Regions from separate parts of the Mus musculus genome. Here region 2 is linked to region 1. Evidence: chromatin contacts called from public promoter capture Hi-C data. All regions are on one chromosome and are shown on one strand. The core of a region is the stretch at or near the end of the contact, and the rest is flanking DNA. Distances in the headings are between cores, read along the strand shown. Region 1 has its middle 59 kb from the start of Gm31472. Region 2 holds the start of Hoxd12 (homeobox D12).

Evidence for each region. Promoter capture Hi-C pulls out the DNA fragments that hold promoters and counts their contacts.
Region 2: a contact with region 1 is called in a promoter capture Hi-C map of trophoblast stem cells, with 9 times the contacts expected there. The contact joins the promoter of Hoxd12 here to the enhancer-like site in region 1. A contact is called at or near these places in 18 of 39 promoter capture datasets (3T3-L1-derived adipocytes, the C10 cell line, the HPC-7 cell line and 11 more), 3 of 15 datasets of contacts at CTCF or cohesin (hippocampal excitatory neurons, pro-B cells and stem cell-derived epiblast-like cells), 12 of 484 Hi-C or Micro-C datasets (the N1E-115 cell line, cerebellar granule neurons, cerebellum and 6 more), 17 of 115 datasets of contacts at active chromatin or transcription factors (astrocytes, bone marrow-derived macrophages, craniofacial prominence and 11 more) and 3 of 9 other capture datasets (adipose tissue, liver and pancreatic islet).

The regions. Positions count from the first base shown.
Region 1 is chr2:74,033,522-74,041,287 of GRCm38.p6, reverse strand. No RefSeq gene overlaps it. Among named protein-coding and RNA genes, the nearest start is that of Gm31472, 59 kb to the right of the region's middle. Within about 2 kb of position 4,382, at least 2 of the 459 cell types and tissues checked have an H3K27ac peak or open chromatin away from gene starts, as enhancers often do. A contact at or near this core is called in trophoblast stem cells, where this site is marked.
Region 2 is chr2:74,672,229-74,679,994 of GRCm38.p6, reverse strand. Hoxd12 (homeobox D12) reads right to left here and starts at 4,982. Exons shown (of 2, transcript NM_008274.3): 1 at 4,341-4,982; 2 at 2,290-4,181. The coding sequence starts at 4,908. The coding sequence ends at 3,943. It also overlaps a transcript of Hoxd11 not described here.

The DNA of each region.
Region 1 (7,766 bases), core at 3,133-5,632:
ACATATGCAGCTAGAGACACGAGCTCTGGAGTTACTGGTTAGTTCATATTGTTGTTCCACCTATAGGGTTGCAGACCCCTTCAGCTCCTTGGGTGCTTTCTCTAGCTTCTCCATTGGGGGCCCTGTGTTCTATCCTATAGATGACTGTGAGCACCCACTTCTGTATTTGCCAGGCACTGGCATAGCCTCATACGAGACAGCTGTAACAGGGTCCCTTCAGCAAAATCTTTCTGGACCCTTCTTTCAAACATCCCCTGAAGATGCACTTTATCTTGCAGTAGCAAATACTCAGCCAAGATTTCACACCTTTGTGAAAATAAGCAAATACCTCCACCTCATTGCCATCTTTAGTTAATGGTGACAATCGTCTATAGCAGAGACTTGTTCTAAGTAAGACTTCTTTATGATGTATTGGCATTAAATATTTGAAGTGTATACCTATTTTATATATCTATATATAGTATCTTTATATATATATATATCTTTATATAGTCAGGATCAAGTAAAAATCTCTTGGGAGAGCAGACATGAGTGAAACAGGTTTAAGATGCCCTGCTGCAGAACAGGGCTCAGCCAGGCACCTGCTCCTATAAATAAAGATTTATTGAAACACAACAGCACTCAGTTACTTAAGGACTGCTACTGCTACTTTTGCTCTTCAGCGGCATAGCTGAGCAGTTGGAACAGACTCTGCCTGTGTTCCACAACCCAGGAGGTTTACTGTTTGACCTCGCAAGAAAACGTTTGCCAGTCCCTACTTGGAACCAAACTGCCAGGCGACTTGACTGCTGCTTGTCAGCGGCTACATGACCTTGAACAAACCGTTTCATTTCCGTGGCCTGTACATTGGAGTCAGCACAGAATCTCTGTTCTGGGTTGCTGGTGAGGACTGTGGCCTCCCTTGAGACAGCAGCCCTCATGTTACCTGGGGAACTGATTTAAAGGCGACTTTTCCTCCTCCACACACCTACCAAATCAGAGCTTCAGGACCAGGACTCCAGGCTGCCCACTCACACACTCCCAGGTGCTTCCGATAAGGCTATAAAGTCTGGGAAATAAATGGATAAGTGCCAAATTTTTTTCAATTGCTTCTAATTGAAGTTGAAGTTTAATCTCTATTCGTTTTGGGGACTCATGTTGGAAATTATTCATATGCTCTAGAGTGCTTCAGTAAGAATCTGATGTTCTTGTGCCCACCTCATAGCAAGCACACCTAAGATGGGATACGGTGAAGGGCCCTTCCCTGGAGCAGAGGACGAGGCAGAACACAAGATGACGATCTCTGTGCTTTCTTTTCTTTCTTCTGCAAACTGCTCTAGGTTGGGGTTGTCTCTGCCTCCCTCCTCCCTAATGCTTTCACCTTAGAAAAACTGCTTCTCTTCTTCCAGCTGCTGAAGAGAGCAGAATGGACCACACTCTGCATCGCATCATGGAGATGGCTGTTTAATCTGAGATGAGTGTTACATTACTCATTGCTCTGAACCCCTTTGATCCACCAGCTTTTGCTTCTTTTATCCCCACGGAGTGCATACATTAGTGCTCCCAGCGCCTCCCCATCTTGCTGTCTTTCAGATGCCGGCAGAGGTTATTTACTTGGGAAAGCAGATGGATATCTTGTTTAATGTCAAAATAATTACTATTTCGTTGGCCCTGATAGCTTATTTACGCTTTCAGTATTTTTATGTTTACATCAAAAGAACATGGCTAAAATGATATTTTTGTGGGTTAAAATAAACAGGATATGACAACCTTTTTTCAAAACCTAATTTTTCTATTTGATGAATTGGTTTAGTAAAATAGAAAATAGCTCAACCGAGTGGGAATGGTGACTGGAAAGGGAGTCCAGATGTGTGCTTTTATTTGTATAAAAGCTAGAAAGAGACTGTAAACAGTGTTAAGAGGGGGCATGATACCAAACACAAAGCTTTAGCACAGTTTCAAATCCCATATTTGCCCTTAGCCTAATTTTCCTAGCCTTAGTTTCCCCATTGACAAAGCAAAGTGAATGCCATGAGTCCTTAAGGAGTTCATTTGCATACAGGTGCTGACATATGCATATACGCTGAGCATTGACTCTTACTTAGATAAGTCTTAGTTGTAAAAGAGTGCTACAGTTGGAAATAGGGAAAGCAAAAAATTGACTTTGTGAAGAAATTAAATGCCCAGAACAAGGCTCCATGAGCCACTGTCCCTCGATTTTAAGACTCAGTAGCCACCTTGTCTCCATGTCTGATCCTAGAAGCTGAGCCTATAGAACCTTGTCTCTCAGCTAAGCCTATCTAGAAAAGGTGTTTCAAAGTATGTTTTGGGATCTCCTCAGTAAAATGCTTGTGTCCTAAGCATGAGAAAGTGAACTTGGTTCCCAAAACTCACTAAATGAATGAATGGATAGATAGATGGATAGATAGATAGATAGATAGATAGATAGATAGATAGATAGATAGATAGACAGATAATAAATAGATAATAAATAGGTGGTAGATAGATAGATAGATAGATAGATAGATAGATAGATAGATAGATAGATAATAAATAGGTGGTAGATAGATAATAGATAGGTGATAGATAGGTAGATGGATAGATAGATAATAAATAGATAATAAGTAGGTGATAGATAGATAGATAGATAGATAGATAGATAGATAGATAATAAATAGGTGGTAGATAGATAGATAATAAATAGATAGGTGATAGATAGGTAGATGGATAGATAGATAATAAATAGATAATAAGTAGGTGATAGATAGATAGATAGATAGATAGATAGATAGATAGATAGATAATAAATAGATAGGTGATAGATAGATAAATAGATAGATAGATAGATAGATAGATAGATAGATAGATAGATAGATAGATGCCAGGCATGGTAGCTTGCATTTGTAACCCAGTGCTGAGGAGTTCCACACTGATAAGAGACCCTTTCTCAAAGGAGGAGGTCAACCTCTGGCCTCTACATGCATGCACACACTTGGACTCCACCCTCACAGCACCCCACAGCACCCCACACCCCACACATGCACACACCTCTGAAAAGTAACGTTCATGTGGAGATAATGTGTCCACTGTTTGTCTTTTCAGAGAGTTACTATAAAATGGAACTCAGGAGTCTCTCTGACCACAAAGTCTTAGTCATTTTCATTTAACAACATTCAATTCAGCTCTCAGGTTCCCTATGGAAGCTCAAGGAAGGAAGAACTCTCTTGGAAGTTATCACCAACGGAGCTGCTGAGAATGAGCCACAGGGCATGAGACTGCTGCTCTCCTCCACTGACAGCTCTGCTGATGGGCTGACTTTACTCTTGTGCTCTGTGGCTTCTTTATTCTCTGTGTGACTTCAGATTTCTAGCAAAAGTCTATATTATTAGATGCTAATGCTAGAGACTAAATTGTTTCAAATTGCTTTGTAGGTGAAAGAAAATACTGGTCCAAGCTTCAAGGCCCACCATTCCCAAGGTCAAGTCCTTTTCTCAAGCTAACTATAACATATCAGCATTCATCTTGCTACAGTGTGCTGTTACACAGACTATTTCTCTCTGTCCTGGGAAGAATGAATACAGAAATGTCTGCATTTGTGTTTTTGCTTCTTGGGATTTATTTTGAGTCTTCAGGATCATTGAATTTCTCTCTGTGCCATGGTTAAGGTCACAGAAACCCAGGACTGGTAGAGAAGACGACAGGGCACATTGTATTGCCCAGACATAATCTCTGCTCCCCACATCCCTAAGCAGAAGTCCAGTGGCCCAACAAAAACATATTCTGCCCTGCATAGATTTTATAGCACATTCCATTTCTTCCCTAGTATGGCAGGAATTATATACTTCCACTGTGTTGTGTGGTAAATTCCCAAGACTGATCTAGAATTGAAAATCTACAGTCACTATTCCATCACCAGAAATTCCAAGAAGATCAACACTCACAAGCTGAGAGCTTAGACAGAGGTCCTACTTAATCTGCTGGTATTAAAATCTTTAGAGAACCATATCAATTTAGAAGAATGTAAAGATCCAGAGGTCTGGCCAAAAAGGAAATCGGATGTGGGTAGGATTATAAAGTAGCTCAAACATTTAGGAAAGTGATTTGGTACTGCCTAGAAAACTCAAATATGTATACGCCTTATAACTTACACCTTTTTCATCCAAAAAACATACCTTCGTACAGAACCTAAAACAGATGCTCAGGGTGAGACACTAGAGGACCCCTCAGAGAGACTTCAACAGCCAAATGTTGGGAAAGAACTTGAACGTTCACAGTAGGGAGACAGACAAATGATAAACTATGGTATGTTCCTATTGTAACCATGGAGCAGTAATAGCAGTCTGAGCTGCATGAACCAACAGGGAGAGAGACGGGAAACAATGCTGAGGAGAAACAAGTTTGCTGGAGGCTCTGTGTGCCCTGGGTGATGTCATAGGCATGGAAGTCCAACTATACACAAATGAGCATGTCCTCAGGACAAGAATTTAAATGCACAAGAAAAGGATACTAAATCATAAAAATAGTGTTTGGGAAGCGAGAAGAAAATCTATAGCAACTTGGAATACAAGAGATCGGGCCAAAAAAAATGTAATAAACATTAACATGGCAAGTGAAGTTTTGTTTTGTTTTGTTTTGTTTTAAATCACTGCACTTCTCATCTACATGCACTTTTTCACAGTGCTCACAATAGAGCCAGCAGGCAAGATTCCCCACTAAACAAGTTTTCTTTTGAGACAGGATCTTACTATGCAGTCCTGGCTAGCCTAAAATTCACTGTATGGTCCAGATTGGCCTTGAACTCACAGACATCCACCAGCCTATGCCTCCTGAATGCTGTGATTAAAGGCGTACACCACCACACCCAGCTCAAATAACTTTTCTATATAAACTCCTTTGTAACCGCTAACATTTGCAGTTCTATAACCTGTGCCACTTAGACACAGAATTGGAAGTCATTCCCTTCTCACACAAAATCGTCTGTGCCTGAACAGAATTTCTTTTCTGCCAATACATCTTACTCCTTCTGGGAATCTCCTCTGTCCAAAAAGACACCGTGACTCATCTCGGTCTACTCGCAGCAGCCAGAGTACACAGCTGCTGCCGGGTCCTCCATCCAGAACGTTGACAACTGCCTTGTGTTTCCATTGGATTTCTTACTTCTCAACTCAGCTTAGGGCGAGATCTTTCTCCAGTGGACGCTAAAGACAGCAGAGCTGTCTGGTCTCTCACCTATCCATATTTTAACATCTCTAGGTTAAAATACATAGAAAACCTGAAGACGGTTTTGCATAATGAAAGTCTTATTTGTTGCCCCAGGTTATCCCAACCATGTACTTACATCTTTGTAGTAAGCCAAAAAACGTACCGCTAATTCAGACTCCAAAAAATGTACCGCTAATTCAAACCCATAGGTGTGGGGAAATACATATTTTCTTTCTTTCTTTTCTTTTCTTTCTTTCTTTCTTTCTTTTTTTTTTTTTTTTTTTTTTTTTTTTTTTTTTTTTTGTCAAAGTAAAAAAAAAATGGCAGTGGAAGGAAGACATGCGCTGCTACGGGGCTGCCAAACAGGAAGAAATGAGGGGAAACGAAATACTTAAACATTTCTGTCCCTTCTATTTCCCAGTCCCACCTAGAAGAATTGGAGAAAATGTTGAAAACTGTAGAAGAAAATCTGTAGCGGCCGTAGGACTGATTCAAAGAGGACAAGGGCACGAGCTTTGAGTTCCAGGGAACTTGTTTTCTGTTCTCGGCCGCCTTCGCGCCATGCGCATGCGCGTTCGTGATAAATTATTATTATTGTGGAGCAGATGGATGAATCTCAATCATGATACCATAATGGAAGATTAAACATTTTCTTAACTTCTATTCATCAAATTAAGTCTTTCTACTCACAACAAAGGACAAGGCATCAATGTTATCATTAGGGATTTTAAAATATAACTTTAGCGTGAAGCATAGGACATGATTAATGCAGCGACAGAGGTAAACACTAAACATTCGTGTGGGATAGAATCGCTTTTTCTGTTCTCCTGTTTAGTGGCTCCTTGGTCCATGATGAATGGTCTCAATGAGAAATAATTATCAGAATCATTTGATCTTTTTGTTTTTACTGTATCTTGGGGGGGGGGTAGTTCTTCCCATCTTAGCTACATCTTTACCTCTTAAAAGCGTGGGGTTTATTTTTCCCTAAGGAAAGGAAGAGACGGGAATATCTGTTCAACCTCCAACAAGAAGACAGGTTTTTCACTTGGTTGAGTTTCCTGTCACACTGGACAGTGGAAAGAGAAACCCCGTGATTCTCAATCCAGTTGTCTACCTTCCCCCCTAAGATGCAAGATTGTCCAGAGCCACTCCAGTCCCTAAACATACCTCATATTTATAGAATCTGAAGTGGTTTCAGTCTCTCTCCAGATGAATTTTCAACATTTATTGTCATTACTGTCTTAAACAACTGATGGTAGGAGGCAGGGGAGCTACACCATAGAATAAAGAGTGCTACCCTTGGACTCACTGGGTGCACTTGACCTTGCGATCCAAGGTCAAGCCCTCGATCTTCTACTTTATGGACCAGAGCACATCCTGTTTAGTCTCTTTTAAAATTCTTTTACTTATAGCATTTATTACCCTCTCGGACCAAGCACACATTAAACCCTTTCACGTATAACATCTCAGCTCGCTTCCTCGGAAACTCTTCTCCACTGCATAAGTCTCATACCCACTGTCGCTATTCTTGACAATTGATGAAAAATTAGAGCACAGCAAACTGTGAAGGCTTCAAGAAAAAAAATGCAGTATTTAACAGGCTTCATGAAATAATAAAATATGATTAAATATTTGAAAAACAAGGCTCGGTATGGTAGATCATATTTATAATCCCAACACTCAAGAAACAGAGCAATGGGACTTTATGAGTTTGAAACCCAACTTGTTCTGCATAGAATGTTTCAGACCACTGAGGGCTACATAGGAAGACCCTGTCAGAGAGAGAGAGAGAGAGAGAGAGAGAGAGAGAGAGAGAGAGAGAGAGAGAGAGAGAGAAACGGAACTGAAGGGAGGAAAAATGAGGGGAGGAAGGGAGGGATAGAAAACCAAAGAGCTGAAAGGAAGTTCTGTAATTAGGAGCCTTACTGTTCTTGCAGAAGAACCAAGTTAGATACCCGACACCCTTGAAGCGAAGCTTACAACTACTCCAGATCCACAGGGGACCCAGTGCCTTCTGACCTCTACAGCTACCCACACACATGTGGCATAAATTCATATAAACCCACACATATAAATTCTAAATATAGAAACAAAGTCTGCATTCTTCTCTATTTGTCTTAGTACAAATAGATGAGCCACACAGTGCTGGGCTGGATTTGGGGAGGCGCCACTCGAAAATCATGAGCCAACCAGAGCAGAGGTCAATGTTCTCTGGTGAGGTGAAAATTCTAAACAGCATCTCAGTCAAACCAAGCTTGGAAAACGCCCACTGTTCCCAACGGGACGCCAACACTTCCCTCCTGGGGTTCTCATCTCTGAGTTAGCCTTCGAGGTAACATATTCCATAATACCACATAAAAATATCAAACTTACCCAACTCACAGCTGTCTACTCAGCATGAGGTGCCTCCAGATCCCTGCCTTAAGACTGAGATCTCCTGCGTTCTGTTCTTGCCTTTCTGTATTCAGAATAACCAGCTCATCCTTACCTTTAAAACCTAGTATTTATTTACCCAATAACCCATAGTGTAAACCCTGAAACACACCATTTGCTTCCAACCCAAATTCACTGCCTTCCTTTTCCCC
Region 2 (7,766 bases), core at 3,733-6,232, 640 kb before region 1:
GGGAAGGGGCGATGGGCCCCCCTCCACGCCTTAGCGTGCAACTCGCCCCCATATTCTCCCCACAGCATTCATCCTTGACCCAACCCGCTTTGCTCTTTAGCCCCAGCTCTCTGCTTTGGTCATCACCCCGAAAACCCATGAAAATCCACAGCCCCTGCACCCGCGCGTTCCGCTAGAGAACCTACCGTGAAGACCCGAGCGTTGTGTCCTTGTCCTTGCTTATTCGATCCTACTTGAAACACTGGGAGCACTCACGGCCTTCGGGGCTCGGCCAGCAGCTCCGAGAACGATAGCTTTCTGCGCAGCGCGTAGACGCGATGCGGTAATTTTGAGCCACCCAAGATAAGACACTAACTTGACCTTAACTTTGTCAGGGCGCCCCTGGTATCTGGAGAACGTGAACAGACACTGTCTGGCAGCTCTCGTAAAAGCTGACTGGGGAAGGGATTCTGAGTCATTTCATTTATTACCACTACAGTTCTGCAAGAAAGCTTTTCCTCCCTGCCAAACTTTAATTATTTATGCTCTTTTAGGAAACGAAAGAAGAGAAAAGCAGGGGAGGTGGGGGAAACACCCAGAGCCAGTCTCTTCCCTGCAGAGCCTACCGAAAAGACTTAAGTGGAGACTGGAAAACAACAACAACAAAAATGTGGGCAGATCACCTTTGTCCAAGGACTGTTGGACAGGCGCTGTGCCCCCCACTACCACTGAGGGATGTGGATGCGGCTGAGAGAGGCCAGTGATGGGGCACACCTCCCTCCCCCACCACCAGACATGAATATTTACAAGGATTCTGGATCTCTCCTCCACTAGCTCGCAGCCAGGAAGCCTCCCTAGCCTGCCTCCCAAGGGGGAGAACCCTCGGCCCTTAAAAGCTTCCCCCTTTCGGCCTCCAGAGCTATCAACGGAGTGAACAGCAGGGTAAACCGTCCTTTTTTCCATTTTAAAACCTCTTTCTTAGTCAAGAGGCCTCGTGGATTGCAGCGTTTCAGAAGCATTTCTCTCTCTACGAGGGAATGTGGAGCCATCAGATTTCAATATCTTTTCTCTTTGGCATTTGTTTCGTACCCTGGTTCCAAATTTCTTTCAGAACTTCGGTTAGGGAAGGAGACTCCGTGGTCTTTGGATTTCTGTGGATCAGTAAAGGGGATGCATTTGGAAAACACCGCTGGACCTACAGATAAGATTTTATACTTAGGCTAATTTTCTTCTGGGACTGGTCTCTAGGAATCTCCCCCCACCCTCCATACACAAACCATTCCAGAATACACAGAAACATAATGGCTTAGTATCATATCTATCTAGGAAAATTGGCCTGCATGTTTTGTGTTAGGGTCTGAGTCTGAGGAAGTCTGGCTTCTTCTTCCTTTCTCAGTCCTCTGGACCCAAGGTCTCTCAGTATGGCTTCTGCCTTTGTTCAGTTGTTTTTCCGAGGAGAAAACCTCTCAATACAGACTCAGACTCCAGAAACCTGGCTTAGTACCACTCCCTTCCTGAACAGTAAGATGGGGAAACATCCCAACCACAGGACCCTCGCAACCCCTTCCTTCTTACCTTCCAATTGTTGTGGATATTTTTTAAAAATTGTTTAAAAAATACTATATGCATAAATCGAATTTGTTCCCCAGGAAGGGAATTGGAACTTGAATATTCAGTATTAAGAGATGCATTGGTCTTGCTTATTCTTTCTCTAGTGAGACACTACTTTCTACCTTTATGAGTTAAGAGTCATTTTCAAAGGGGTTACTTTTAAACAGGCCCTGGGTTTATTTGACTGAACTCTGGGCTCCAAAGGCAGAATTCCTAAGGAGCCTGCTGAAGTCCTGGTGCAGTTACCTAGGGAGCTTCCTAGGACTTAGCTTGCTCCTTAGAACTCTGACCACAACTTGGCAGAGAGATGTTTTGTTTTGAAATCTGAGGAGTCTCAAATCTTGACTCTCCCTTCCCCCACCAATTATAGTGAGCTTTAAAGTTTGAGAATTTAGGCAAAGTTGAGAATCCTTAGTCTACAAACTTTTAGTTTGCTTTGTGTTTGAGATACAACCACATCTGCCCAAGGACTCCCCCTTTGAATATTTCACACATATTCTGTCTATAATTCTTTTAAAAAATATATAGCTGTTTCCTGACTGTCTGGGAAGCCATTTTCTCATTTAATGAACAGCAAAGGCCAGAGTTGAAACCTCAAGTGGAGAAAAACAAAAAAACGAATTTGAGAGCCTGAAAAAGATTACAAAAGAATTTAAGGCATCTTTTAAAAATGAGCATCAGCCCCCTAACAACTTGTCTGGGATCTGGATATTTATTTTCACTATGAAGCTAATATATACAGGGAAGTGTTATTTTACAAAATCAAAACAAAACATAAACGGCAACTGTTAGCACAGGAAATAATATTTAACACACCAACCGAGGTCAGTTGGGGCGAGGCTCAAAGGTCCTTGTGAGATGCCCTTCGAGGTCCAGTTCCTGGAGACCTTCTCTAAAGGAAAGCCATTGGACTTGGGGAAGGAATCATGAGCCTTTGGGATGTTGTGCATCTTGCTAAAGGTTGGGGGTGGGGCTTAAAGCTCAAAAGAAGAGGCAAAGATTGTAGGGGAAGGCGGAGTTGAATTCACTGGGAATGAGGCTGGACAGATTCTATAACAGGCGTAGAGCAACTTCATTCACAATTCAGAAAACCTAGGTTTCTCAAGGTAAACCTGGCAGGGCTTGGGGCCTTAAAAGCTTTACAAGAGCTGACCACCAGTCTCTGAGAAGAGACACCCTAGCTAAGTTCTGATGGAGTTGGTGGGTGGTGGAGAGGATGGGGAAGAAGTGCTGGTTTTCTGTCCTTCAAGAGCAGCAACTACAGTCTGAGAATCTGAGAGGTTTCTTCTCCCACCCTTCAGACTCCTCAAGGAGGCATTTTTTTTGGGGGGGGGGTCTCTTCCTGTGGTGATACATTAAGGAAATTCAAGAAAGACAGACATATGGATAACTTCATTCATTCAAGAGGAGAGTCGTGGTTACAGAGTGCAGATCCTCCTCCGCCTCGCTTACTCTTCTTTCTTCCCTGTGCAGCCAAGCCTCAAAACAGGCCAGCAGCTCCCCTCACCCATAGCTCAGTTCTGGGGATCTAGTTACAGAGTGCTTGGCCTTGGCTCAGGGATAGGTGAGGCTGGAGCAGGGGAATTATGACAGTCTAGAGACCATACTTTGTTTTGGAGTCCCAGTTTCTCTCCCTGTCTCTGAGAAGGAGATCTTCCAGCCTGTTTTACTCAGCAGGAGAACCTTTGAAGCGCTGAGGTTCCAGGGTATCCTTTCCTCCCCCCCCCCCCACAAGTCTGAAGGTCTAGGGTAGCTTTTGTCCTCCCAAATCATTCAGGGCAGATGGGGGTTGTGGAATCAGGCCCTTTCCTTCCTGCAGAGTGGAGAGCCCAGCTTTGTCACAAAGGGCTTCTGCTGCGAAGGGGCTAGAGTTATCCCCAGCCCCTTGCACTGCAGCGGGGTCTCAGGGCCTTTCTACCTGCACTTATACCCGGAGCTCTAGCTAGGCTCCTGTTTCATGCAGAAAGAGCTGGATAGAGAAAGAAAAAGAAAAAGAACACGTTGAAAACCGGAAAAAACAAACCCTCATACAGTGTTTCAATAGTGAGCCCCGGATGTAAACATCATAGACAAGGACAGGTGACCCCCAGACACCATGCTGAATGTTTAAAGCCAGTGTTAGATTGCAATTCCCAAACACCTCTCAGGAGGGTCCCAAAGAGAGCTGAAAGCGAAGGGGGCTCCACTGGCCTCATCTCCAAATCTCCTCCTGGTTCCTCAGCTACAGACTGAGCCGAAGGGCGCCCAGGACCAGAGGAGTGGGAGGGAAATCTGCAGCCCCAACACCTCCTCCACAGCCAGGCCTTGGTCCAAAAGGGCAGGCTTGGCAAGGCCTCAGGCCCCCGTGGGCAGCTAATAGAGGGCCAGTGCTTGCTCGCGCTGCACTACCCGCTTCTTCTTCATACGCCGGTTCTGGAACCAGATTTTGACCTGCTGGTCGCTGAGGTTCAGCCTGTTAGACAATTCCTTACGCTTCTGCCGGTTGATGAATTCATTGACCAGGAATTCGTTCTCCAGCTCCGCAATCTGCTGCTTTGTGTAGGGTTTCCTCTTCTTGCGGGCCCTCCCCGGGGCCGCCCCCCACGGCAGGCCTGCAACAGAGCCCCGACCCATGTCAGCTCGCTCAGATCAACTGCCCGCCCCACAGACGTTCACCACTGCTGGCGGGTCTCCTCCCTGTCCAACTGTCCCTGACACCCCACCTCCCGTCCCTGCCTAAACTGGCTTGGGGGAGCATGGGCACTGTTTACCGTCGGGCAGTGAAGATCGCAGGCAAGAGGCCACCCCGGCCACTTGCACTGCCATGTTCAAGTTGAGCGGGCCTTTGGTGTCTTCCTTGAAGCTGGAGGCACAGGGGGCCCCCTGGAGCAGGGTCGCAGAGCCTGGAGCGGTCCGGCCCACACCCGCGTAGTCATACTTGGTGCCTTTGAGAGCCGAATGAACCAGACTAGACTCGGGGGCGAAGGGCGGCCTAGTCCGGCTGCGTTCCTCAGATGCGGTGGGCGCATCAGGCGTATAGAACTTGACCTGGTCTTCGGGTCCGTCCTTGGCGCCTGGAGACTGCAGGCCAATTGGCCCAGAGCCGGTCAAGTAAGGCTGAGAGAAGCCTCCAAAGGCAGAGGCGGTGGCAGGCTGCGCAGGGGTGCATGAGGCGGGCGTAGTAGCCCAGGGCAGCGCGCTGCGAGGGTATGAGATGGGGGGAAGCGCGGCCAACTGGCTGCCATTGGCTCTCAGGTTGGAAAAGTAGAAAGAGTCCGGTGACTGTAAATTCAGAAGCGAGCCCACATAGCCAGCTCTGTAGAGACTGCGCTCACACATCTCCAACAAAGGGCCTCGGCTGTGCTCGCAACAGTATTTAGTTACAACCCGGAATAGGAGGACGGGCTCAGAGGATTGGACAAAACTTTGCCTGCAGGTTCTTCAAAGCCGGTCATTTCAGCACCGCCTACATCCCCCGACCCGTCCCCACCCCCACCCCCTTTCAGGGTATTATGATAACACTCAATGTTCGACGGCGAAGGACGAGGCTGCTAGCAGAGCCAAAGCCTGTTGAGGGAGGGCGAAGCCCTTGAAAGTTTCCAGACCTCTTTCAGGAGCCGGTGACATTGGGATGAGGGTGCCTTTGCCCAAGTGTCTCTTGGGAGTTTTCCTGCTCTGGGTTAGTCTTCCCAGCCCTTATTTCGCAGGCTGCCTGGGCCGGGCTTTGCGTCTACAAACTTTAAGTTGCAATTCAGACGTTTTCCAATAAGGGTACCTGGGCTTGACTGGAGAAGAGCTGGCAGTGGCACGGACTGCTCCTGGATCTGAGCAACCAATCCTTTTTTATAGAAAGGGCCTCTAAAGTGGTCTCTGCCAAAGGCACTTGGCAGCAAGGACCCATTCACTTGACCCTGTAGCCCCAGGTCACAGACAATACAAGAGGTTGACCAAACAAAGGTGAAAGGCGGCACAAACTGCTCAAGTGTGGTACCTAAGGAATCTTCACGCTGTTCCTGACATTTGTTCCCAGGAACTGTGCTCATAGCGTTGTTATCCAGTCCCCTCAGGCAATTCCGCAGTCCGAGGAGCCAATCTTGTGAAAAATTACATTTCTTTTCTCTCCTGGGGTCATCTTGGTGACTATTCCCTACTAGCCAAGCTCCTAGCCGTCCAACTGAGAGTTGGAGGGGCAGAAAAGTCCGAGCCACCTGGCTGAGGAGGCACAGTCGCACAGGAACAATCAGCTAGCTGAGTCTCTTTTGTCGGTGCCTCCAGGCACGCGGGCCGCTGCGGGTTCACTGTCTGGGCAAAACAGGCAACGCTCCGTGTGTGTAGTAAGTGTGCTTAACCCCTGAGGCAGGGCCTTCTGGATGGTCCAGAGGGAATAAGGCTTTTCTCCTCAAGAGACTGTGTTGTGGGAGCCCGCGCTAGCCTAAAGCAGGACCCATGGTCCATGAGCCAAGCTGGAACTGGTTAGGCCCCCAGCTCTGGCAAGGAGACCACACAGGCGCCGCCGGAGGGCAAGGCTGACCACCTCGCTGGGACTTTATTGTGTGAGTTACGGCGACCAATTGGGCGGCTCTCAGGACGCAATCGTCCTCTTCCTCCAGCTCTGGGGCGGGAGGAGGGTGGGGGTGGGGGAAGTCTAAGGATCCTGGGGCATTACTAGAGTTTCCTCCTTTTCAGGAATTGGGACTCCATACTTTCTTTTCTGGTAGGTGGGAGGAGGCAGAAGTTTTAAGTCGGTTTTTAGAAGCCTTAGATTAGGTATTCGATAGCTTTCATTTTGAAGAATTCTCTCCTTTCTACTGGAGCATCCTCTGGCCTGAATTTTCAGTTCTAATAGTTCCAGCACTCTCAGAGCCCCTGCCTCCTGCACAGAGATTCCTAGGTAGTTACAGGCCTAAGGGTGCATCCTTAGACTATGGCTGCCTTATAATTATGTTTGCTTCTCAGGACCAAATACATAAGTGTGAATCAGGAATGAAAAGGACAGCTAGATTTTTTTTCCAGGTTTTTTCCCCCCCTTAATCGACCCACTTCATTCCTCCAAGTCTATAACTTTCAAGGTCTGGTAGGCAAAGTTCTTTTTGAGAAAGCTGGTGGCTGATGCTGAAGGCTGGAGACCATGAGGGAAGGTGGGAGGAGGAAGGGAGGCTTGTCTGGGATGTTGGGGGCTGGGGGGGGGGGGGAGCTGAGGAGCAGAATGGCAAGCTCTGCCAATGTCGCCAAACGCCCAGGAGATGGCGAGCGTGCTCCACGCCTGACGAGGCGCCGCCGCACGGTCAAGATCAACAGTGAAGGGCGGTGGGGCGGGCTTGGGGTCGCCAGTGCTCGCGGTCACGGCCCGCTGCCAAGGAGCTACGGACAGTCTCCGAAAGCCAGAGGTTGTAGCAACTGACCCAGACAGCGGAGCCAAGGGACCTGATGCAAGGAAGCCTGTGGCCGCGTGTTATTGTTTGACCTTTCGCCTCTGTCCTAACGTCTTTTTCACCTCTTGAATCATGAGTCAATCTGCCGATCTTGGGATCTTGGTTCCTACCCCAATCGCTAATACCGTGCCAAATTTCTGAGCGTCTCTCAGCCTAGATCTAACTGAAGGCAAAGCCTTTCCCCGAACTTCCTCGGCCTTCCGGGCTCCCCGCGGGCCTCACTTCCAGGGCCTCAGCCACTTACCCCCAGCTCTCCTCCTCCCGCAATCCCGAATATAAAAGGCACACATATAAATAACAAAGCCTTCATCTGTTCCTCATTTAGCCATCAATCCAAATACCACCAGAGAGCATTTGAGCGCAGTTTTAATCTTCAGCAAACCCCATTTCTCTTAGGCTCAGCGAAACTGACGTGCGACCTGCAGATGAAAGGAAAAACCTCGAGGCAATTCCCTCTATCCAATATAGGAAACCTGAGAAATGGACCTGTGAGATGAAGTGTGGCCTTGGAGACTAGAACCTACAGAGAGGGGGGGGAGGGAAGGAAGGGGGGGGAGGAAGGAAAAGAAAGAAAAGAAAGAAAAAGAAACGAGGGGACCGAGAGAACGGTGGTTGGGGGGGGGAACTAAGGCCACTTTTTTGTTTGTTTGTTTGGCTGGCTGGTTGGTTGTCCGCCCCCCAACATGTCTTGTGTACAAAATAGCTAAGGTATTAAGACAGAGGTCTTTCCCTAAGTGACTGAAGGGTGATGTGCTTCCCTTTCCA